Regions from separate parts of the Sus scrofa genome. Here all the other regions are linked to region 1. A link is a contact called in public HiChIP or PLAC-seq data. All regions are on one chromosome and are shown on one strand. Each heading gives the region's core, a stretch centred on a gene start, on an enhancer-like site or on the middle of the called end of the contact. The rest is flanking DNA. Distances are from core to core; before and after follow the strand shown. Region 1 holds the start of ZDHHC4 (a long non-coding RNA gene). Region 2 holds the start of ZNF316 (zinc finger protein 316). Region 3 holds the start of DAGLB (sn1-specific diacylglycerol lipase beta).

Region 1 (4,075 bases), core at 203-2,702:
CTATGTATAAAATAATCCTGTTTTGGTAACCAATAAATTATATATTCGTATATTTACACAAGAATGTAAGCTCTGAAGCTCAGAGATTTTTATCTGTTTTATTGCTATGTTCCAGTGCCTAAAAGAGTGCCTGGCATATACCGGTACTAAATACATGTCTTGAATAAGTACATATATAGAAATGTGTAAAAGTGTTGGGAGATACACACTAAATGATTAATTCTGTCAAGGGGCTGAGATTCGGGAGGGGTGATGATCAAGGGAGATTTCTGGTTTTGTTTCATATAGTTTGACTCTTACCAGGATAACATAATATCGTATTGGTTGCATACGTTTTTAAAAATGAAAGAAAAGTGGCCCAGCACAAAATACCCTAGGGGACCAACCAAGATTTAAAGTTAGGCTCAACTGAAACCATCCAGAGAAAAACAAATGGGGATAAAAATAAAGTTCTGCATTTATGAGGGAAGAAAGTTAATCAAAATACTTAACCACCAGCTCAGAATTAACCAGCAGGGTGATGAGTCAGCTGAGACACGACGAAATCCAGCCCCTCTGAATAGGTGATGAGGTTCCATCCATAACCACAGGGTTCCCTGGTGGTATCACATTTTCTGGTTTTTGCTTTTTGTTTTTCAGTTCTGTGTCCACAAGTTCATGCAGGCCTTTTACCTAATGTATCAGAAGGTGCCCGGGTTGGTATGTTTTTAAAAAAGGACTTAAGAAGCTGGGGTAGGCAGCAAAAAAACAGGAAGAGCGGGGCGCTTTAATGCTCGTGTTTGGAGATCAGACATTACTTCTCAAAGGGAGGACTGGCCTGGCTCAGTGACAAGCAGCTGTTCAGAGGCCTTTGAGAATAGGTGGTCTCAGCAGATTCGGAGGCGTTCGGGGCAAATGAACACCCCACAGGGGACTTCTCAATGCTGTGTTTGGAAGCAGCTCTTCTCTAGGTTCAACTATCACTCAACAGCCCTCTCTCTTATTCCCCAGGTTTGGAGTCAAGCGATTGTCATGCTCCCAGGAGCAGTATGTTCACAGCTGTGCCGAGACAGCAGGAGTGAAGACACTGGGACGGTTCGGACAGATCCCAGCGGTGTGACTGGCAGAACGCAAAGCAAGCTGTTCACCACGAAGACAGTGTCCGAGCCCCGCAAGTGTGCCCGCTCTGGGCCGCCGGGGCCCCTGCTCGGCTAGGAGCCGGGCTCTGACTGGGCTCTACCCAGGCCGCTGGGCGGCACCTTCCGCTCCACAACCTCGGCGTTCTGGCCACACAGGCCTAGAAGATTCCCAGCAACAGTTCTGTAAAACTGGACCTCCCAGCGGTCACACCTGACCGCGGTCTGGAGGAGCCCCAGCGGGAAGCGACAGTCACCGTCGAAGGGGCGGGACGAACGCGACAGGCCCCGCCCCACAGCCCTCCGCGGCGTTCCACCGGAAGTCGGGCTAGATCCCCCCTTCCAGCGTCGCGTGTGACGTCACGATTCCGCCGGAAGTCTGGGGACGCGCCCTAGAGGCGCTGGCGGGGTGCAGTTGGCGGTTGGCGGATCCCGGCGGTAAGTCCGCCTCTGCTAGCTTTTAGGTACCCCTGCTGGCTCAGGGGGGTTGGTCTCCCTGTCTGACCCGCCCTTCCCCCTTTTGTGTGGGGCTGCAGCTCCGCCTTCGCCCCGCCCGGCGCCCGGACACCTCCAGTGTTCCCTGTAATCTTGTCTCACCCGTCCCGGGTTCCAGCTCCCCGGGGAAGCACGGGCCAGGCCCACCTGCTGGAATCTTCGGACCAAGAGTATCCTTGGAAATGCCTTTCTGTTGGGTCCCCAGCGGGAACTCCTCAGGCATAGGAATAAACACCAGAGATCCAGAAGCTCCCAATTAGCTTTTCCACTCGAAATCTCATAACTCTGTTCACCTTGCGGGGTCTCAACAGCGCCCCCCCCCCCAACTTTCAGATTCTTTTCCACACTGTATTCAGCCCCTGACTCCTAGCCTGTCACGTTATGTGAATGTCGAATTGATGTCTCTGCAGCCCGATCCAGTCTCCTAGAGGAATCATGTCTCCTGAAGTTTTGGGTGCCACCTGTTGTGCCAGGCGTACGCCGCTGCACAAGAGGAGATGCCATTTGAATTCTCAGTGAATGTTCGAAGGAGGAATGTCCGAACTGCCGGCTGAAAGCTATGCAAACAAAATAAATATATAGGCTGGGGATCCTGAATCACCTCGTGAGAATTGCTGCTCTTTGTTTCCTATCTTATCTCATGAAGAGTTTTTACGTTTAGCTATCTCAGTTGGAAGTCCCTCCCAGAATATTTGCTAAGGCCAAAAGTAACTGTTTCCAGTTTATTAACACAGGTCTGTGTCTTGGCCTTGGTCCCTGTGGGTGATGCCGGGTTGTTGTGGTCACCGTCCTGGAAGGATGTTTTTTGGGACGCCATGCCTTATTCTGGCTGTGGGCCCCTGACTGCCCCTAGTGGATGCTTCTTCCAATAGTATCGTCAGCAAATTCTTTAGGGGTACATTTTGTATCAAGGTCCTTGAGAATATTTATATTTGGGAAAGTAAAAGAATGATTTATTGCTGGAGCAGGGGAGGCAAGTGCATTTTGCATATTATTCCCCTCAAATGTTGGTATTTTCAGGCAGGAGATGCTGCAGAGCAGACCGCAGTGGTTTGATTAGGAAACTTTTGAAGGAGGACCAGCTGGGAAGCCCCATTGACAGTGTGTGGTTTTTTTTTTTTTTTTTTTGCCTTTTCTGGGGCTGCTCCCGCAGCATATGGAGGTCCCCAGGCTATGGGTCCAATCGGAGCCGCAGCCGCAGCCACCGGCCTATGCCAGAGCCACAGCAACGCAGGATCCAAGCCATGTCTGCAACCTACACCACAGCTCACGGCAACGCCGGATCCTTAACCCACTGAGCAAGGCCAGGGATGGAACCCGCGACCTCATGGTTCTTAGATTGGTTAACCACTGAGCCACGACGGGAACTCCCGACAGTGTGTGCTTGAAGGCTTGTGAATTGTTTGGGGAGCCATTTAGGAAATTGATATCTGAGAATATGTGTTGGAATATAGCCCTCAGTAGTAGTCACACTCTCTCTATTCCTTTGTAGCCCAGGATGGACTTTTTGTTTCTCTTCTTGTTCTACCTGGCTTTGTTGGTAATTGGTGTTATTACAATTTGCATCTGCTCGAAAATCCATTGCTTGAAAGGCCTGGTCAGAGGAGGAGCACAGGTAACAGTGATGCTTAGAGACCACGGGACTAGAACACCACCAGTTTCCAAGGCTCACCAGTTTTCTGTCAGAACAACAACAACAAAAGATTTAAACATTTTTTTCATTTTTATTTATTTGTTCGCTTGTTCTTTCACTTATGAGAATTGTGGTATATTTGAAAGTCTTTCTGTTTTTGTTTTGTTACTGTTGAAAGTAATGTTTTGATGATGCCTTGAGAGAAGATAGCATTCTCACGATTGGCTGCTTTTCTGTGGCTTTGATGCCTGTAATTGGGCATGGTTGTGGGCGGTGTCTGCCTGGAGGGGCCCAATGGGTAAAACTGGGGGTAGTATGAGCAGGAAACACAGGGCTGCCCACACTCCTCCAGGGATCAAAGTGAGCAGAATTGGGGTGAGCAGCCTTGGGACGGGATTGGCTTGGGAGGCGTCTGGGCTAATGCCCAGTGGTGTGGAGGTGGACTCCGGAACCTAGGATTGAACCCAAGGCAGGGAAGTTTACATGAACGGTTCGCATTAGCATCACCTTATCCATCCCTTCTGCTCACCTCCCTTTGCTTAAAGATCCCAACTTGGTGCCTTGTTTGGGGTCAGGATGGAAATGAAGGAGTTGGCATCACAGGAAGGCCAGCTGAGGGAAGCCCTTCTCTTTCTTCTCCCTTAAATCTCTTCTCTACTCCTGTGCAGAAATGCACCTTAATATCTCCAGTATTGCCGCTGAAAGGGAAGCATCTAATTTGTTGAGGAGTGGGGGGAATGAGAAATGAAACTGACTCTTTCATTTTTTCTTTTCCAGATATTCTCCTATCTAATTCCAGAATGCGTTCAGAGAGCCTTGCTGCGATTGCTTC
Region 2 (3,908 bases), core at 1,304-3,803, 74 kb after region 1:
GACAAAAAAAAAAAAAAAAAAAAAAAAAAGACTTTGAAGCCGTGTCACTTTCTACCTGAGTTACCCTGCCACCCACCCATGTGGACCCCTGCTCGTCCCACCCCGCCATGGTCCATCCTGATAGATGATGACCCGCTACTGCCCGATGCCTCGGCTCACTGACTGCTGCCACTGGGCTCCCACTGAGATGAGAGGCTCCAGCCACAGGATGGTCCTGGCCCCTAGACTTGCCCAAGCTCCCCACCTGCAGGCTCCTGCTCAGGCCAGGTCTCCCCTGCCCCACTGCATCCCAGTCTCTGGCTACCTTTTGGGCTTGGCTGAAATGCCACCTGCCTCTTGAACGCATGAGACCTCACGGCTGCTCCCCTCAGCTTCGCACCTGAGGTCCTCACACTGGGACTTCAGGACTTGCCCTGCTCTGGGCAGGGGGCCCTGTACCCCTCACTGCCGTGTCCTCCCAGACCAGCCCAGGGGGAGGCCAGCCCCTCCCCCTGCTGCTTGCGCCCTGCCCAGCCCACCTCCATCAGCTCCTTTCTGTGCCCTGGAGGGAAGCAGCTGCTAACAGGTTTGTGCTGGTGGGGCCAAGAGGCGATGTCAAGTTCGGGTCTCATTGCTTTTTGTTGTTGTTGTTCTTGCTGCTTCCTGCTCTCTCGGGCTGCACAGGCTGGGGCAGGTCCTGTCCCTGGGACCCACCACCCACCACCACCTCTCTCCTTCTGTCTCAGAAGCAGCTGGATGGAGGGTGGACCAGCCCTGGTACAGACCCACTCACCTTCCCTTTTTCTCCAGGTGGCCTTGTATTCGCAGAGGTCTTGAGAGGGACTGGGTGCCTTCCTCTGACGGTCCTTGTGTTTCTTCTGGCCCATCAGCAGCCCCTTGCAGAGGCAGGCAATTGGCAGGACTGCGTCTCAGGCAGATCCCAGCCCATCATGTCAAAAGTGGTGGCAAGTTGGCAAGTCCCTTCTCCATTTCCAATCATCCACGACACTGAAGCATGATATCTTGTTTTCATTTACAGTTGTTATCAAAGGGTCCCCGTTGGTGCCAGGTGGGATTGTAATTTTTTTTTTTTTTAGAGCTGTATTCGTGGCATATGGAAGACCCCAGGCTAGGGGTGGAATTGGAGTACAGTTGTGGGCCCACACCACAGCCACAGCCACAGCCACATGAGATCTGAGCCACGTCTGTGACCTACACAGCAGCTCAGGGCAGTGCCAGATCCTTAATGCACTGAGGGAGGCGAAGGATCAAACCTGCATCTTCATGGACACCAGTCATGTTCATTTCCTCTGAGCCACAACAGGAACTCCAAGAAACCCTTCATTTTGTAGTGTTAATTATTAATTTTAAAACATTAAAAAACATCAGGGGCCATTGTGAGGGGTTAGATTGAGCTGGAGGGCATGCGGCAGGTGTTTTGAGTTGGGGAAGGCAAGGCTTGGGGCCAGGGCTGTACCCCTCTCTGGGCAGGTTTGAGTTCTCAGTGGGCCTGGAAGCTCACCAGCCAGGGGCTGAGGTTCTGAATGAGAGACACTGTTATTTCAGACAGGTGAGAACCCTCCCTGAGCCGACTGAGGTTGCTGCCCTGTCTTGAGGCTGGGGGACACTAGCGAAAATATAAAATAATGGTGCCTACGGGATAGTAGCTCACCATCAGACCCCAGCTGTGGATGCAGACAGGCTTTGGGGAGAGTATCCACCAAGTCCACTGACCTCACCTCACAGCTCCTCAGGTGGCCTCCATCCCTTCTGCCTCCCTCTGCGGGGACAACCCTCCCCTTCCCAGAGGCTGGCCTTCCCCATGGATCACTTGTCCCTCCAAGAAAAGCCTCCAGATCCGAGGCTCTATGGCATTCATCCAGCTACCCCGGCCCACCGCCTCCTCAGTCCTCATCCGTTCCGGGAATGCCCCCTCCACGTTCACCCAGGGTTGGCCCTGCGGGAGCTGTGGGCGTCCGGCCCACCTGCTCCAGCCTCACTGGCCCTTCATCTGCAGGGTGAGCCCCTGTCCAGCTCTAGGCCATGTGAGCCAGCGGGACACTTCCACGAGGCCCTGCATGGGGGTCACGGCCTCCCTCCACCATCGTGGGACCTGGGGAGGGTTCTGAGGCCTGGGCGGGCCCAGCGGGTCTGAAACCTACTAGTGCTCCCTCAATCATGGGTGAATGAAGAAGCCGGCCGGGTTTGGGGGGGCCAGCGCGCTCCAGCCTCGGGACCTCGCGGGGCTGGGCGGGGCCGGGGTCCCCAGAGGTGGGTTCGGGTCTTGGGGCGGCGCCAGGGCCCCCAGGGCTGGGGAAGAAGTGCGCACAAACGCAGGAACTCAGGGCCGGGGGCGCGGTCGCACATCAAACGCGGCCATTCCCCGCACGCACACCCCCTCGGGGACCGCGCTGGACCCCGCGTGACCGGAAGTGCCCCCCCGTGGGCACTGGCGGGGCGGAGCCCAGCGGCGGCACTTCCGGTGCCCACGCGCCGCCGCCGCGCAGCTTCGGGGCCGTCACTTTGTGTAGCGCGGGGTGCGCAGGCCCCGGCCGGGCCCGGGTGTCCGGCGGCGGCTCGGCGGCCGGCGCGCGCGGCGAGGGGGTGGCGCGGTGAGTGAGCGGCGGGGCCGGCGGGCGGCGGCGCGGGCGGCAGGTGCGGGCGGGCCCGGCGCGGGCGTGGGGCCGGGGGCGCGCCGCCCCTCGACGCCGGCGCGGGAGGCCGCGGCGAGCCGCGGGGCGGGCGGGGCCGGGGCCGGGGCCGGCGGGGCCGGAGCGGCGGGCTGGCCGGGCCTTAGGCGGCCGCGCCCACGCCCGGCGCGGCCCCTGCACCCCCTCCCCTGCCTGCGTGATGGGGGCGGGCTCCCACCCCGAGGGCCGGGCTAGGCGGGCAGCACGGAGGAGGCGGGCGGGGGAGGACACACACCCGCGACTCTGGGGAGGTGCCCGCGCCTCCGTTTAGGCCGGAGGGGCGGGGGTTGGGCTGGCGGCCGCCCCCGTGGACACACCCATCCAGGAGGGGCTGTCAAGGCCCTGGCCTCTGAGGGAGGCCGATGCCGCTGGAGGGATGGAGGTGGCTTGGCTTGGCACCCTCACGAGCTTGCTTAGTGACCTTGGGGGCCTTGTCTGGGTCCTCCCTCTGCAAATGGAGGTCCCGGTGGGCTGCTCCGTGGAGTCTCCTGCCGCCGGTAGGCGGGTTGAGGAACTTATTCCTCTGGTTGGATGGGGTCCGGGCTGCCCCATGTGGTTGCAGAGGTGGGAGAGGGGCTGGCCTTTGGGGGAGGCCCCAGTGGGCACGGGGAAGCGGAGGTGTGCCGGATCAGGCCTCTTAGCTGTGCTGTGTGGGGAGACCTTGGAACTTGGTTTGATTCAACAGGTGTTGGCAGGTCTGGGGAGCTGGCCAGCATGGTGAGGGGCTGCCCTGGAGCAGCCAGGATCGCCCTGTGGATACACCTGCAGGGGTAGCAAACCCATGAAAGTAGGGGAGCCCCGATCCGTGGGCAAACGGTGAGATCCGGGTAGTCAGGGAAGGAGGGTTCCTTGGAGGAGATGAAACTGTGGAAGGCCTTGGGCACTGGGTGTGGTCAGCGAGGCCCCAGAGGGGAGGAAGGGGCCTAGATACCTGTGCCACCCACACGTTTTTCCTACGTCTCTGTGAAGGTTACCTGGATACCAGACTTTAGCGAAGAGTTTCTGAAAGTATTCAGTGTGCCATTCTGCCCCTGTGGTCCTTCCTTCTCCCCAGGGAAGGCATGTCTTGTCCCCCCCCCCCCCACACACCCTGTTCTAAGTGTCTGCAGCACCATATCTTAGGGTGCAGCCCCACCCCTTTGGGATCTGAGTTGTTCTGCAGAGTTATGTTGCTGGGGGTTGCTTACCTGACTCTGTGGCCTCCTGAGCCGATGCCAGCAAGCGCGTTGCTGGTGGGCT
Region 3 (3,861 bases), core at 775-3,274, 98 kb before region 1:
AAAAGAGGAGTCTCATGGCCTCAAGCGGTTTGTAAGGGGTCCTTAGCAGGATATGCATTAGCAAGGAGAACCAAGGTGCAAACCTAGGCACACGTCTACAGAAGCACAGTGGCGATTCTCTAGATGCTATGCATAGATAGCTGATGACAAGCTTCCTCAAATGCTAACGATTGTTAAATGCCTAAATGTCAGAATAAAAGCTTAATCAGCAACCGGCTATGTGACTTTTAAAATAACTTAAAAAACCTATATCCTGCACCTACAACCCCCTTCTCACTTGACGTCACCCTAAAGAGCACAATCAAAGCAGTGTGGTTTCTTGAGGCTGTGCTCTTGGTCCCTGAGACCTTGAGTTCCCCTGGTTCCCACTTTTACTTAAGATAAATGTCTCTGTGTCTTGTTTTATGTTAACTTTTTCCTTAAGTTTCACAGCACCCGTTCTTCAGCCCCATCCTGCTCAGCTGGTCTCGGCACAACATGAACTGCTGGAACACAGACCCATCATAACCCCAAGAGAGGCACCTGGTAAACCAACAAAGTATATGCTTGTTCAATTATCAACAAGAGAATTCATACCTCCGTGAATTAATAAGACACTGACAAACACATGGCAATCTGTGGTGTGTGGTGCAAAACAAGAGGATGGGAACCCAGCTATGGAAAGAAGTTCTGCGGTGAATACTGATAAACTTGAAAGGACAAGGACTGTGGACCCATTTAAGTATATTTTGTAACTCAGTGCGAACGATGAAACACAGCACCAGCAATGCAACAGTGACTTTTCACAAGAATAATTTCAGCAGCAGGCACAGCACCATTGGGCAAGGTCACCATATTAAGAAACTGGCCAGAAGGGGAAGTGGATTAGGGTAACTTTTGGGGGGGAGGGGGCCATACCTGCAGCATATGGAAGTTACCAGGCTAGGGGCTGAATCAGCTACAGCCGCTGGCCTACACCACAGCTTGCCCAAGATCAGATCCTTAACCCACTGACTGAGGCCAGGGATCGAACCCGAATCCTCAGGGATACTAGTTGGGTTCTTAACCCACTGAGCCACAGCAGGAACTCATGGGGTAACTTCCTATGCTTTTGTCATTTGGGGGGGATGATGACTGCGTCTAGAAATAATAACAGGAAATGATCTGGAAAGACTTGGCTCTGAAAGCCATGAAACAACTGAGAAGCAGCTCATAACATTTCATGTTTTTATATATTCTTTTCCCCTCCAAAATCTACTTTTTTTTTAATATTAATAGTTAAACATTATTACTCTTTGCTCAGACCTTCTGGGGACAGACTTCGGGCACCTGATTCTACTTCTCACGGATTCCACACTTTGAAAGACTACAATGTAAAATGCTAGGTCTGTATGCCCATCATGGAATTCAGCCACAATCAGCTGCAACTGGCTTAAGAACCGCACGAAGGGTGTTACTGCCAATCTTGCATTTGGCAGATACAAGAGGCTGTGCGGGTCCACGCACCACGCGGGAGTGAAGCAGGCGGCTGCTCCCAGCTCGAGGGCGATCCCAGGTCCGCACGCAGGGGCTGGGGGGTGGGCGTGCGGGGCCCTGCAGCGCGGACAAACCGGTGGCGGGTCCACCCTGGTGACCCCGCGCACGGCCCACCCGCTCTGGGCCTCAGGGTGCCATCTATGAATGGGCAGAGGAATGGCACCCCGCTCCTCGGACAGTGGAGACGACCACCTGCGAGACAGCAGGGCCGGCTCCGGCCCGCAGTCCGGGGACACTGACACTGCCCTCGGCTGCTCGGCCCCCTCCCTCCGGCGCCCCGGCCGCGCACCGCACCCCGTCCTCACCACAGCACTCGCAGGAACAGCTCGAAGACCCCCGGGAAGACCAAGTCGTCGCTGGCGATGGCCCAGCGCCGGCCGAACAGCACCATTCCCGGCATGGCGAGGGTCCCGCCGCCCGGCCCCGCGCCAGCCCGCCGCGCGCCTGCAGCCACCGAGAGCCCCGGGACCTCGCGTCTCCGCCGGCGCCGGACCGGGACTCCGCGCAGGCGCCCGACTCAGCGCACGCGCACTGAGCCCCACGGGGCCGCCGCAGGGACTCTGCGCCTGCGCAGAAGACGCTGGGCCGGAAAATGCTGGAGACCTTCGTCTTCTCACCTGTGAAATCGGTTCAGCTGTTTTCATTTGGAGAGAAGGACTCTTCCTGGCCCGAGGGCGTCGCCAGCCCAGAGGCAGTTAGTGGCAGATTTGCAGCTCACACCCAGGTCTGTGGGGCTGCATGTCTGTGATGCACTTGCTCCGTCTGCCTTCCACCGTCTGGAGTGCGGACTTGGGACCCTTCCCTGGTTCTGGGCCTGAAGCTGAAACCGTGTACCAGACCCTAAGTCCTTGTGTTTTGCAGTAAAAGTCTTTTCCTTTAGCCTCCCAGGCCTCCCCTCAGTCTCGAACACTCAAGAGTTAATGATTAGGGAGTTCCTGTTGTGGCTCCGAGGTAACTAACCTGATTAGCATCCTTGAGGATGCCGGCTGCATCCCTGGCCTCGCTCAGTGGGTTAAGGATCAGGTGTCGCAAGTGAGCTGTGCTATATGGGTCGCGGACCCGGTCAGAGCCTCGTTGCTGTGGCTATGGCAGAGGCGGGCAGTTGCAGCTCCAGTTCGACCCCAAGCCTGGGAACTTCCACATACTGCAGGTGCTGCCCTAAAAAGCAAATAAAAAAATAAAACCACACTCTATGTAAAAAAAAAAAAGTTAATGATTAGTAAAAACATGAGCGTTGTAGCAACATGGAGACACGATGTTACACGCTCTGCCTTGGCTCACTAACTTTATATTGTACCTAGACTCCAGCTTTTCACAAATGATCTCTTCCTTGCTTAATTGCTTTCTTTTACTATAGGTTAATTTCTGCTTCAATTATATTGCCCCTAGTGTTTTATTTTTGCTTTTGAGGGCCGCATCCGCAGCATATGGAGGTTCCCAGGCTAGGGGTCTAATCAGAGCTACAGCTGCCGGCTTGTGGCTTAAGCCACAGCAACACCAGATCTTCGAACTACACCACAGCTCACCGCAACGCAGGATCCTTAACCCACTGAGCGAGGCCAGGGATTGAACCCGAAACCTCATGGTTCCTAGTCGGATTAGTTTCTGCTGTGCCACAACAGGAACTCCGCCCCTCCGCCCCAGCAATTTATTTTGTAATTGAAACACGCCCTAACATCCCTTCCTGTAGGCAATTTTCTTTCCAGAGAAAAGGTCAAGGAACGATAACTCCGAAGACAACCAGAAAGCATCACGGGACTGGCTGACGCTGGACTTCACGACTCTGAAATGATTTGTGGAGGGAGAATAATACAGTCACCTTAATCAATAACCCTATCTTCTGAGATAAACCTATAAAATCTCCTGCTATCCCCTCCCAAGGCAGGGCACAGTTTTGAGGCATTAGCCTGCTGTATCCTCCTTTACCTGGCAAAGCAATAATGCTGTTCTTTCTGCTTCACCCAAAACCCTTGTCTCTGAGATTTCACTGGTGTCGGTGTACAGAGGCTGCATTTTGGCTACAGAGCCACATGCAGCTCAGGGCTGAGGAGTGGAGAGTAGCCCGATCTGCCCACCCCTTCCTCCCAGGCAGGCGTTTCCACAGTGCAGAGGTTCTGACCACTGCTCAGCCTCTTCACTTCCCTCCACCCTTGTCCGAGCCCCCTTCCATGATGTGCCTGGCCCGGCCTCCCCACTGCTCTGCCTCCCACTACCCACTATGGTGCATTGTCCCTGCAACAGCTAGAGTGACCTTGTTGAACCATCAGCCCAGGCCCATCAGCTTAGGGTCTTGCAGGGCTGCACTTTGTGCATAGTCTCCAGCTCTTTGCAGAGGCCTCTGTGAGG

The links. HiChIP or PLAC-seq counts read pairs in DNA pulled down with a chosen protein or histone mark.
Region 2: an H3K27ac HiChIP or PLAC-seq map of alveolar macrophages shows a contact between it and region 1. The contact joins the promoter of ZNF316 here to the promoter of ZDHHC4 in region 1. A contact is called at or near these places in 2 of 47 Hi-C or Micro-C datasets (embryonic fibroblasts and liver) and 1 of 2 datasets of contacts at active chromatin or transcription factors (alveolar macrophages).
Region 3: an H3K27ac HiChIP or PLAC-seq map of alveolar macrophages shows a contact between it and region 1. The contact joins the promoter of DAGLB here to the promoter of ZDHHC4 in region 1. A contact is called at or near these places in 1 of 5 promoter capture datasets (liver), 2 of 47 Hi-C or Micro-C datasets (both in skeletal muscle) and 2 of 2 datasets of contacts at active chromatin or transcription factors (alveolar macrophages and skeletal muscle).

Annotation. Positions count from the first base shown.
Region 1 is chr3:4,641,119-4,645,193 of Sscrofa11.1, reverse strand. ZDHHC4 (a long non-coding RNA gene) reads left to right here and starts at 1,452. Exons shown (of 8, transcript XR_002342216.1): 1 at 1,452-1,553; 2 at 2,021-2,214; 3 at 3,103-3,225; 4 at 4,021-4,075. LOC110259843 (a long non-coding RNA gene) reads right to left here and starts at 1,357. Exons shown (of 4, transcript XR_002342218.1): 1 at 493-1,357.
Region 2 is chr3:4,568,238-4,572,145 of Sscrofa11.1, reverse strand. ZNF316 (zinc finger protein 316) reads left to right here and starts at 2,553. Exons shown (of 8, transcript XM_021086071.1): 1 at 2,553-2,591; 2 at 3,355-3,485.
Region 3 is chr3:4,740,045-4,743,905 of Sscrofa11.1, reverse strand. It overlaps DAGLB (sn1-specific diacylglycerol lipase beta), which reads right to left and starts at 2,024. Exons shown (of 16, transcript XM_021086077.1): 1 at 1,821-2,024. The coding sequence starts at 1,915.